Linked DNA regions of Cricetulus griseus: region 1 is linked to region 2. The links are chromatin contacts, called in public Hi-C maps. All regions are on one chromosome and are shown on one strand. The core of a region is the stretch at or near the end of the contact, and the rest is flanking DNA. Distances in the headings are between cores, read along the strand shown. Region 1 has its middle 50 kb from the start of Dusp5. Region 2 holds the start of Dusp5 (dual specificity protein phosphatase 5).

What was found. Hi-C and Micro-C count contacts between places; a contact is called where the count stands out from the background.
Region 1: a contact with region 2 is called in a Hi-C map of the CHK-Q cell line, with 2.1 times the contacts expected there. The contact joins the enhancer-like site here to the promoter of Dusp5 in region 2.

What each region holds. Positions count from the first base shown.
Region 1 is chr3:8,080,807-8,085,669 of CriGri-PICRH-1.0, forward strand. No RefSeq gene overlaps it. Among named protein-coding and RNA genes, the nearest start is that of Dusp5, 50 kb to the left of the region's middle. Within about 2 kb of position 1,540, at least 1 of the 6 cell types and tissues checked has open chromatin away from gene starts, as enhancers often do.
Region 2 is chr3:8,029,382-8,034,893 of CriGri-PICRH-1.0, forward strand. Dusp5 (dual specificity protein phosphatase 5) reads right to left here and starts at 4,122. Exons shown (of 4, transcript XM_027407024.2): 1 at 3,596-4,122. The coding sequence starts at 3,974.

The sequences.
Region 1 (4,863 bases), core at 290-2,789, 49 kb after region 2:
TCAGGTGTCCCTCGTCTCCCATCTAGAGATTCTTCCCAGAGTCCTCTCTAGATTCTGCCTCTAGTCCCCTTCCTGTTACTCACCCAATGGCAGATGAGCTGACAGACCCACTCAAGCCAGTCTCTGCTCACCCATCTTGTAAATCTACCCCCGGATGCTTCTACACATTAAGATCAAAACTGGCCTCCTTACATGGGTTACCAACCCTGAGTTTAGCCCTCCCCTCTTCCGTCATGAGGGTCTTTCATGTGAACCCCCTTCAGTGGCAGGTAGTCTTAAGCTTTTTCACCCCTTCCACAAATAAAACTAGTTCTTGTTTGCTTTTCTTTTATTTGTTTCAAAGAATATATTTTGATCACATTTCTTTCCCTTCTCCCAAACCTTTCTAGGTATTCCCTACCTCCCTACCGACCCAACTTCATCCCTTCTCTCTCTCTCCCCCAAACAACAAGGAAAACAAACTAAAAACAAGTAGGCCCAGAAGACAAAAAATAACAAGATCAAAACAAAAAGTGTGCAAAAATATGGAGTCTTTATTTGTGACTCCTGGGCATGGGGCCTGCCCTGGTGTAGGGTTGATATACCCAGTGACACTCCACTGGAGAAAACAGATTTTCCCTTTCCTGGCAGGTGTCAGTTGCCAATAGCTTTTGGTTAGGGATGGCCTCTGTGTTCACTTCCCCTGCCCTGTGTGAGGACTTCTTTCTTCCTTTTATCTAAAGCCTCCCCGGCTCACTCCCACTCTTCCCTCTGTCCATCCACCTTCCATTCAGACTCCGTGTCTCCAGAGGCCTCTTCCCCTTCCTGCTGACCCCCAGGGTCTGGGGTGGGGGTTGTTCCCAGGCACTCCCAGGCCGTGTCTTATAATTACTTGTTTCCTAGTCTGTTGTCCCCAGTAGCCAGGGGCTTTCATTGCCAGATGTGTAGGCTCTCACTAATTATTAGCTGTGATTCTTAAGATCAAATTTCTGGGATCATCAGGCTGCAAACATTAGGAGGCAAAAGGAGAAGAAAAATGGGGCCAACCCGGCGATTTTTCAGCTACAGCCATGCAACGGAACCATTCTGCTGCTTCAAGCAAATGCTGTCACCCTGAAATCTGAACTCCATTGCTCGGAGGCTGGGTGGCCTGAGCATGCACCTTTCAAACTGAAGTTTTCTGCTAGGTGAGGCTGGGGTTCAGATACCGTGACAGAGCTCAGAAAAACATGGTCTGCTCTCAGTACAGTGAACCCTTGACGGCTGACATCCAGCTGTGTTGCTGAGAGAGAAGTGTCCCTGAGATTTTTACTCCTGTCCCCAGCTTTCTTTCTTCATAACATAACCCCCTGGTCTGTACATTCTTCCTGCTCCCCCCCCCAAAAAAGTTAAGCAATCTGATTGGTTCTGTGTGGCCACACCCAGGCCCAGAGGAAAAGCAGGTGTTGGAATCTAGGGCAGCAGGCTGGATTCTGGGTCTTCGGTCAGAGCTGGCCACTTGGGAGTTCAGTTGGTTCAACAAATATTTGCTGAGTATCACTGGCTGGAGACAGAGCCAGGAGTGAATCCGGAAACCAGTCTGGTTACTGATTGGCTCTATATCCACTCTTGGGCCAAGGCTCTAAGAGAAGCAGGGAGAGGAGCGGAAGCAGAACTCTTTATTGGTGTTGTTACTCTCCACGTTCACCTCCATCACACTCGAACAAAGACGAAGGCACGGTTCTCCTGTTCCCATCTCAGTTGCTTTCTGTGTTTCCTGCTGCCCAGTGTGACTAGAGCTGTTGCCTCAGCTCCCTCCTTCCAGACTTGTTTAAAAATGAAGATTCCGCTGGGCTGTAGTGGCACACGCCTTTAATCCCAGCACTCAGGAGGCAAAGGTGGATCCCTGTGAGTTTGAGGCCAGCATGATCTACAAAATGAGTTCCAGGACAGCCTGTTACACAGAGAAACTCTGCCTCAAAACAAGGAGGAGGAGGAGGAAGAAGAGAAGGAGGAGGAAGAGGAGGAGGAGGAGGAGGAGGAGGAGGAGGAGGAGGAGGAGACGGTAGTTCCTGGGCTGGTCCAGCGATTACAAGCACTTATTTTTGCAAAGGACCAGAATTCATCTACTAGCAACCACTTGTAACTCCAGTTCCAGGGAATCTCATGCCAGTTCCTCTGAGCTCCTAAGACACCAGGCATGTACATACACACATGCAGGCAAAATACTCACACACATAAAATCCAATATATATATATATCTAATTTTTAAATGCAACTTCCTTGGCCTCATGGATGGAAATCTGATTCAGAAGGTGTAGGGTGGGGCTCAGCAAGGTGCATTTCTGCAAGCTGATCAAGGGGATCTGATGCAACAGGTTACCTATGACTCCAAGGCTTAGCTGCCTTTAAGCTCAACAGCAAGCTGGGCATGGTGGTATACACCTATAATCTCCACCTCTGAAGGCAAAGGCAGAACACAAGTTTCAGACAAGCAGGGATGCACACACACACACACACACACACACACTCCCCCAACAATCCAATTTCTCTGGGTGGGTATTAGGCATTTGGGGAGGAGGTAAAATGAGGAGCACTGAGTTTCCGGGCTCAGTGGACTCAACCACACCTGGTCCCAAACAGCTCCTCTCACAAACATTTCTTCATTATTCTCCCAGTGTGGACCTGAGGCACAGTCCTCACTCAGTCTGGTAAAAGAGGTGCCACCCCAGTTTTACAGCCAGGAAAAGTCAAGTTGCTCCCCAAAGTCATAGGAGAAAGTGACTAAGTTGACATCCTGGTTTGGGTTTCTGAAAATGCTCCTAGACCCTGAGGAGACTGACTAGCTTGGGGCAGAATGGACTGGAAGCATCAGGAAAGATAAAAGCAAAGCCCCCAGCAGGTGCAGAGAAAAGGTACCGAAGTGCTGGACCCCAGAAGATGACAGCCTTTGAGCTGGACTCAGGTGGGTTAAGTCCAATTTTGACATTTCTGAGAAGGGATAAGAACACATACCAGAGGATACAGCTTGAGGGAAGTCACTGAAGTGTGATAGGAACAGCAGGTGGTCTCATGTGGTTACAGTGTAGGGTGTGTTTGGGGACACATGAAAGGTTTGCTCAGTGGGCATTGGAAAATGGCCAGAAAAATCCAATTGCGAAACAAGAAGGCTGACCTGTCTTTATGGATGATGCGCGTGTGTGTGTGCGCGTGCGTGCGTGCGTGCGTGCGTGCGTGCGTGCGTGCGTGTGTGCGTGTGTGTGTGTGTGTGTGTGTGTGTGTGTGTATCTGTGTGTCTGTGTGTCTGTGTCTGTGTCTGTGTCTGTGTGCATGCGTGCGCACTTGCATTAAGTTAGGCAATGACTAGACCCGGAGACAGCACAGTGAGTCGCTCTACTTCTCTGGCTTAGTTTGTTAATTTTTAAAATGTGGGCCATTGATTCTCTCCAGTATCTGCCCCAGGTTGCTGTGAAGACAAGAACAAGAAGAGAGATGGAAAGCATCAGTGAGCTCCAGGGTGGAAAAATCAGAATGGGGGTAGGTGGGTGCTGGGACCCTGTGACCATAAGGCACACTGCCTGGAGATCCCAGTGCCATGGCTGCATGGCATAGGGACATTGCAGAAGATACACGCCCTGGGTATGTATGAGGGGTTTCAATTCCCAGAGGTATCTGCATTTGAATTGCGTGAAGAGGCAAGGGAACTCCTTCCAGGGCTTCAAGACACTCCGAGGTGTCTGCTTCACCACCTGAAAGAGCCCAGTGGACAGATTCTGGTTCCTGTCCATCCTCACAGTGCCGACCCTGTGTGTGTCTTGTCCAACCCATCCCAGCCTCTTCTCCAGAGTGGAGATGATTAAGGGAGATACTATGACTGGAAGAGCTCAGGTTCCCTTGGCTCCAGAAACAGGGGCGCCTCCAGAGGACCTCGGGCATTTCCAATCCAAATGTATGCTTTGCCTCTACTATCATCCTAGAAGTTCTCAAGACTGGGAGTGCTCCTTCAGACCTGGGACAACCAAACACCCACCCACACATCAGAACAGAGCCCTGGGCCTCCTCTGACTCTGTTGCTACTCAACACCCAGGCATTGTCCTCTCTCCCCACAAGGCCTAAGTTGAATCCAGAGCTCCCAAGGAAGGAATTTGTGTAGGAGGAAGGAACTGGACTCTCTCCCTTGCCAGCAAACCCTGAGCCTCTCTAGAAAAACCACCCCCTTAGGAATGAGCAAGCCTCGGGGCCTGGACTACCTGTCCCTCCGACAGCGTGACACTCCTCTGCCAGAAATGTTTCCTGGTGAGCTCACCAGCATACACCTTGCCCTTACATAACAAGTTTCTTAGTGTGCTGAGCTCTTGATGCTGTCTTAGAGGACACTTCAGCCCCTGTCTGAGGGAATATGACATAGTGAGGCCAGGGACAGCCCTTCGCACCTCAGAGCTGGACTTATAGCCCAACTTCAAAGGACTAGATGACAGCAACTTTAAAGATCTTGACTGGCTTGTCTTTGTGATTCTAGAATCAGGTGACACTTGATTCCACAAACTGGCAGACTGGGCTCGTAGATAGCATGGCTGAAGAAGCAGAAACAAAGACCACATTGCTCATCTGCAAGATACCTTCCTTGTAGGGCTGGGGCGGGAGGACAGAACAATAGAGAACTGGATGGTTGGCATCTGGCTACATTTTGTAAAGATTAAAGGGTGAAAAGGTTACAGTAGCAAGGGCTTCTGGACCATGCCAGCCAGCCATCGGAAGAATCTGGCTTTCTTGTTCTCTTGCTTTCTTGAAAGGCCAGACAACAATTGGGTTTCATGAGACACAGAAGTTTATTCAGCCTGGGTGGTTCATTTTTTGTTTCATCCAGTCTGTTGGGCCCAGGGCAGAAGTGAAACAAGGGCCTA
Region 2 (5,512 bases), core at 2,872-5,371:
TCACACATACACAAAAAAATAAATCAAGTTTTTAAAGGTCTCTCACAGAGAGGCAATGATTAACTTTCTGTGTCTATCAGAAGCAACTTATCTGGCATCTGGCAAATACCAACCATATCCCCCCAGGAAGCAAAACAACAACAAAAAGCATTTTTTCCTCTTGTTTATCTAAAAACAAAGGTGTGAATATGCAAAATTTCATTAATTTCTATGACGACTCCCAAACTGACTTTTTCCCTTCCCCATTAACTCTAGGCAAAACTACAACTGTATCTTCTCCCATTCACAGAATCGTGGTGCCCTTACTCCCTCCTAAGTTCCTAAGGTCACTGGCAAGCCTTCTGTAGGTCTAATTTAGCCATAAATCAAGCCAATACGTCCTAAACCAAATGGAAGAATGCAGACCTTCTGGGCATGTAAGGGCGCCTCTACCACAGTTCAATTCCTCCAGAAGGGTCCACTTGAGGTTAAAGGGGAGCCTCTGAAGGCAAACACGTTTGCATATGCCTGTAATCTTAGCAGGTGGAGACTGAGTCTGGAGGATCATGAGTTGAAGGCCAGCCTGGGCTGTATAGCAAGAGCCCTCTCACCCCCCCCCCCCAAGTAAGGTAAAAGTGACCTTTTACCTTTTTAAAAAATGCACCCACATCAATAGTCTCCAGACCAGTAGGGGAAGAACCAGTAAACTTGGCCTGGAGGCCGGTAGAAAGCCAAAGCATTATAGGTAGACAGAACACTCTTGCTTAGGAACCTTGTTTCACAAACAGCAAGTGAGGCACTACTGAGAGTCTGCAGGAAACCCACCTGTCTTTCCCTAGCCTCAAGGATTCACCTGGTGTCAAATCACCAGTTGCATCAGCATCCTGAGCCAAGGACCTTTCCAAGAAGCTTCCTGTGTGCTTCTGTCTCTGGTAATAGAGAGCCCGCCCAATAGTGGAGGCCTCACTCCTGCAGTCAGCAAATGGTTAATGGATTACCCGGCAGTCTCTGACTCCCTCCCAGGAGCTGCAGCCAATTCCTAGAATGAGTCATACTGTCATTCTGGCTTCCTCTCAGCTTCTGCCCCGGCCCCTGCCCCCATTTAGTACTCCCAAATCTCCCCCATGGTAACTAACAAAGAGCCCACCGGCTCCCTGGAGAAACCTCGAGCTCTCCACATTCTCTGTCCTCAAGACAAGGAGCTAGGCTAGACGGGGAAGTGAGTGGAGGTGCAGGCTATGGGGCTTAGCTTCCCCAGGCAGCCCCTTCCTTCCGTTCTAGGAGGCAACTGAGGCACACAGCCTAGGAGTTGGGGGGGGGGGCATTTGCACCTCCTAGTCAATAAATCACAGGGATAGGCCTGAGTTCAACAGTTTGGGTTCCAGGAAACAATACGACAGGTTTGTGGGCATCTGGAGAAAGAATAACCCAAGCACTCCCAAACTTGAGTACAAGAAGCCTTCAGGACACCTCATCTCTAGGCCTTAAATAGACCATTTAAGAGCTGGCACGGAGGGAGGGAGGGAGGGAGAGAGGGAGGGAGGGAAGGGGAGTGGGGGGAAGGTGTTGGTTAGGGCCTGAGACTGCTTGCCAGTTAACAAAATAAAACAGGCAAAGTGTCTCAGTGTAGCTGAAGGACAGATAAACAGGGCTTGCCTCTTCACACTGGGGTCAGGAGATTAGGTCTCTGCCCTCCACCTACTCCCACCGGAGGTGTGGAGAAAGAACATTCCTCTCTGGTGTCTCATTTATGCCTCACTCCAATTGCAAGAGCACAAGCAATTCCTACGGCTGCTTCAGAGTGAGTGATTTTCAGTCATCACTGACTGCCAGGGGGACAGAGGCAGAATATACAAGGAAGTACCGGCTACCCGCCTGGTCCTCATCGCCCCTTTTCAGTGGGAGAGGGGACTGTAGGAAGTGTGACAGGCCTAGCACCATCATCTGGATGCCAGCAGGTCAAACCCCAAATGCCCACCTGGACATGTGCTACCTAAGATAAAGGAATTCTCTGCAGCAGTTTGAACTTCAGCAGTGTTATCTGGGTAGCAATTTCTACCGAAATCCTCAAACGCACACCACTTTTGATCTTGGAGTTTTCATGGTTTGAATGAAAGACAAGACTGCACACGCCAGAGCTCCTTACAAGGACATCCACCCTTTCATTCACACAGCCAGGCTGGAACAACCTCACGGCCATCACCAGGCTATCAAGAACATGGTGTCTCCCAAGATCTAGCAGGGTCAAAGAGGCAGGATAGGGAAATAGACGGATTTGTTACTGGGGAGAGGAGCTAGGTGTTAGGGTGTGAGGAAGACATACATTTCCTTATACACACTTTGTGTATTCATTTTCACCTGGCTATATGTCCCTTCATTTTTCAAAAGAGAGACTTCTGCAGAGCTCAGAGAAGGCCACCCTGTCACACCCTGCAGCTGTCATCCACCCCTGTTATCTCCCAATGGGATCAAGAAGGGACAGTTAGCAAGAGGTGTTAACAGATAGGGAGCTACTGACCAGCCTCTGGAATCTTCCTGGCCTGCAGTGTGTGAAATTCAAAGTCGCAAGGCTTTGAAAGAGTCTTCCATTCACTGCATCTGAATTCTGAGCCACACTAGGGTTCCTGCACAAGGTGTTCTGTCAACCCGGCTCTGGGGCCCTAATCACCTCTGCACCCAGGCCAGGGCTCCCACACTTATGAGGTTAGACGGCAGGATCAGTCACAGGAAATGACCCAGAAATCAATGATGTGGGGATGTGGGGTTTGAGAGTAAATCACCCACCCACAACCGGAAGCCAAAGTTATCTCCCCAGCAGGTGAAATGGTTGGGCCCGGAGGCCGCCCTTGAAGGCCTAAAACCAAAGGCCACAGAATCTCCTGCATATCTCACTGCCCCTGCGGCACCTCTCCTAACTGGGCTGGCCAGCTGGCAAGTCTCTAACTGAGGCAGTCAGTCCCGGGGACAATCCCCTGCTGGGGAAGGGACCGGGAAAGGGACGGGAAAGCTGTCAGCTCCAAATTAAGCTTTAAGCTCGAGAAAGGCCAAGGATGGGAGAAGGAGGCTGCAGGAAAACAATAAAAAGCAATAAAGCGAGAGGAAGGGGAGGGACTTGCCCGGGTCAAAAAGGCAAGAGGCCCACCAAGACACAGCCTAACGCACGGTAATTGTCTAGGCGGGAAGAAAGGGGACACCGCGGCGCCACTGGCCCGGGGGAGGGTCTCGACTTGTTCGATCGCGCCAGATCTTGTTAAGAAAGACTCGGACCCCCGTAGTCTGCAAGCGGCGCCAGGGCCCAGCACGAGCCCTCGGCCCCCGGAACTGCTAAGGAACACCGCCCGCAGCACCTTCCCAGCCCACCCGGCCCGCAGGACGGACAGGTTGCCAGACGCTTTCGAGGAAAGGCGCCTGGGTGGGGAGCAGGAAGCCCCGGACGCTGACGCTTGCAAGGACCTCCCAGGCGCACGCGAAACCCCGGGGTGCACACTCCCTCGAGTTGCGACTTTCTCCCTGCGCCGCGCGGCGAGGGGAGCCTGGGGACCGCGGTGTCCCCGGCGCAGGGTGCCGGGGGAGCGGGGCGGGTGGCAGGGGGCCCGCGGCTCCCGGGCGAGCTCACCTTTAAGGAAGTAGACCCGCGGGCCGGCGGGCAGGCAGGCCAGCAGCGAAGTGAGCACGACGCGCGCGGCGCTCTCCTCGCGCAGCTTCTGCCAGTGGCGGCTGCCCTGGTCCAGCACGACCACGGCCGCCACGCCGCCGCCGCCCTCCTGCAGCAGCCGGGCGCGCGCCGCCTCGTCGGGCAGCACGTAGCGCGCCGACACCGCGCCGCCCCGGGCCCGCCGCAGCACCACCGAGTTGAGGTTGACGTTGAGCGAGCCGCGCACGCTCGACGCGGCGAAGGCCAGGTAGGGCCGGCAGTCGAGCACCACGCAGCGCGCCTCGGCCTCCTTGCGGAGCATTTTGCGCAGCTGGCGCCCGTCGAGCGACGTGACCTTCATGCCGCCGCCGCCACCCAGCGGCCCAAGGCCGGCGTGCGGGGCTGTGGCCTGGCGAAGGGAGCCCGGCGCGAGGGTCGGCGCGACGCTCTCCCCGGCCCGCGAGGCTCGGTGCCCCGGCCCCGCCACTCGCCGCCCCAGAAAGCCGGGGATTCCGCCGGCAGCGCAGCGTTTTATGTGAATGAGTGCGCGTCCTGTGACGTGACTGCCCATATAAGGCCAAATATGGGTGTTTCCCCGCCCCCTCGGCGCCGGCCACGCCCCTGGGCGGGGCTGCGGGCACCCGCCTCCGCCCCGCGAGCGGGATGCAGGCTTAGTCAGAGCGAGAAAGAGGAAGTGGCGGGCGCCTGCCGCTGCCTCTCTCGGGGGCCCGGCGCGGAGAGTCTCACTCACACATCACCCGGTGGGCCGAGGTGACCCACGCTGTGCGGGAAGAGGAGGAAGCAAACCCGGTTCGAGCCCGACCCCGGGCCGCCCCGTGGTACCCGGGGGCCTCCCCCGGGTGCATCCCGAATGGATTCGGATTCCGGGAGTCAGGAGGCAGCGTCTGAGATGACCCGAGGCGGTGCATGGCTTGGGGATCTTAATGCTGGAGGCTTCTAGCACGTCCTCTCTCTCCACTTTTGCTGTGTCCTGATTTTCCTTAATAAAAAGTTTCTGAAAGTAAACACACAACCCAAAGGGGGAAGTTGGAAGTGGGTGAGACGGGAGAGACAGCAGAATCAAACGGATTCTGCCTCAGAAGGATGGACGGCCCCGCTTGTGTTTCTCTCCGTAGATAAGAACGGTATAGCGCCAGAGCTAATGAGACCGTTTCAAAAAACAAATAAGCAAGTACAATACACCAATTTAGGAGCTGTTCTGTTGTTCCGGGACGCCTGTCTTGAACTCATTAGCAGCAGGGTCCACATGGATCCAACAGAGGGGCTCAGTCCACTAAACTTGTCCAGGTGGCTTCTGGATTTGGGCAGGATTATGGTGGATCAGTGTAATCCCAGGCTGTCTACCCCCGCCATTCTCTCCCGAGTTTCATGCTGGCTGCCTCCATTCCCGGAAAGCTAGGTGTGATTTGTCCCCTCTGCAAGTATTTATTGAGGGCTCTGCTAGCCACCAGGACACGTGAGCTGCAAACGCGTCTCTGCCTCCAAACCCATTGCCAACGAACCATTTTACTGTTAATCTTTTGGTGAAAAAAACATCTGTCCATTAGAGGGAAGTTTATTTACAACAGACATAAGGGGGTGGGATTTTTAAGAGAAAGCAGAAATCAATTTCCGAGATCAAATCAATCGACCCCAACAACAGTAATAGCTGGCATTGCATCAGGACCATAGATAGCAGTGTTCAGTCAAAAGTCCTGAGTACACAGTGACTGGCCTGTGATCCCAGCAGGCGTGGGGTGGGGGAAGAGCTGAGAAACCAAGGCCATAGACCTGTCTAAAAAAACAAAATAAGTAAACAAAAGATGCCGGCCTAGCCCTGACTGCGGTCCCCCTGATGCCATAGGTGGGTTTTGTTGTCTGGGGTTATCTGCTGCAGCT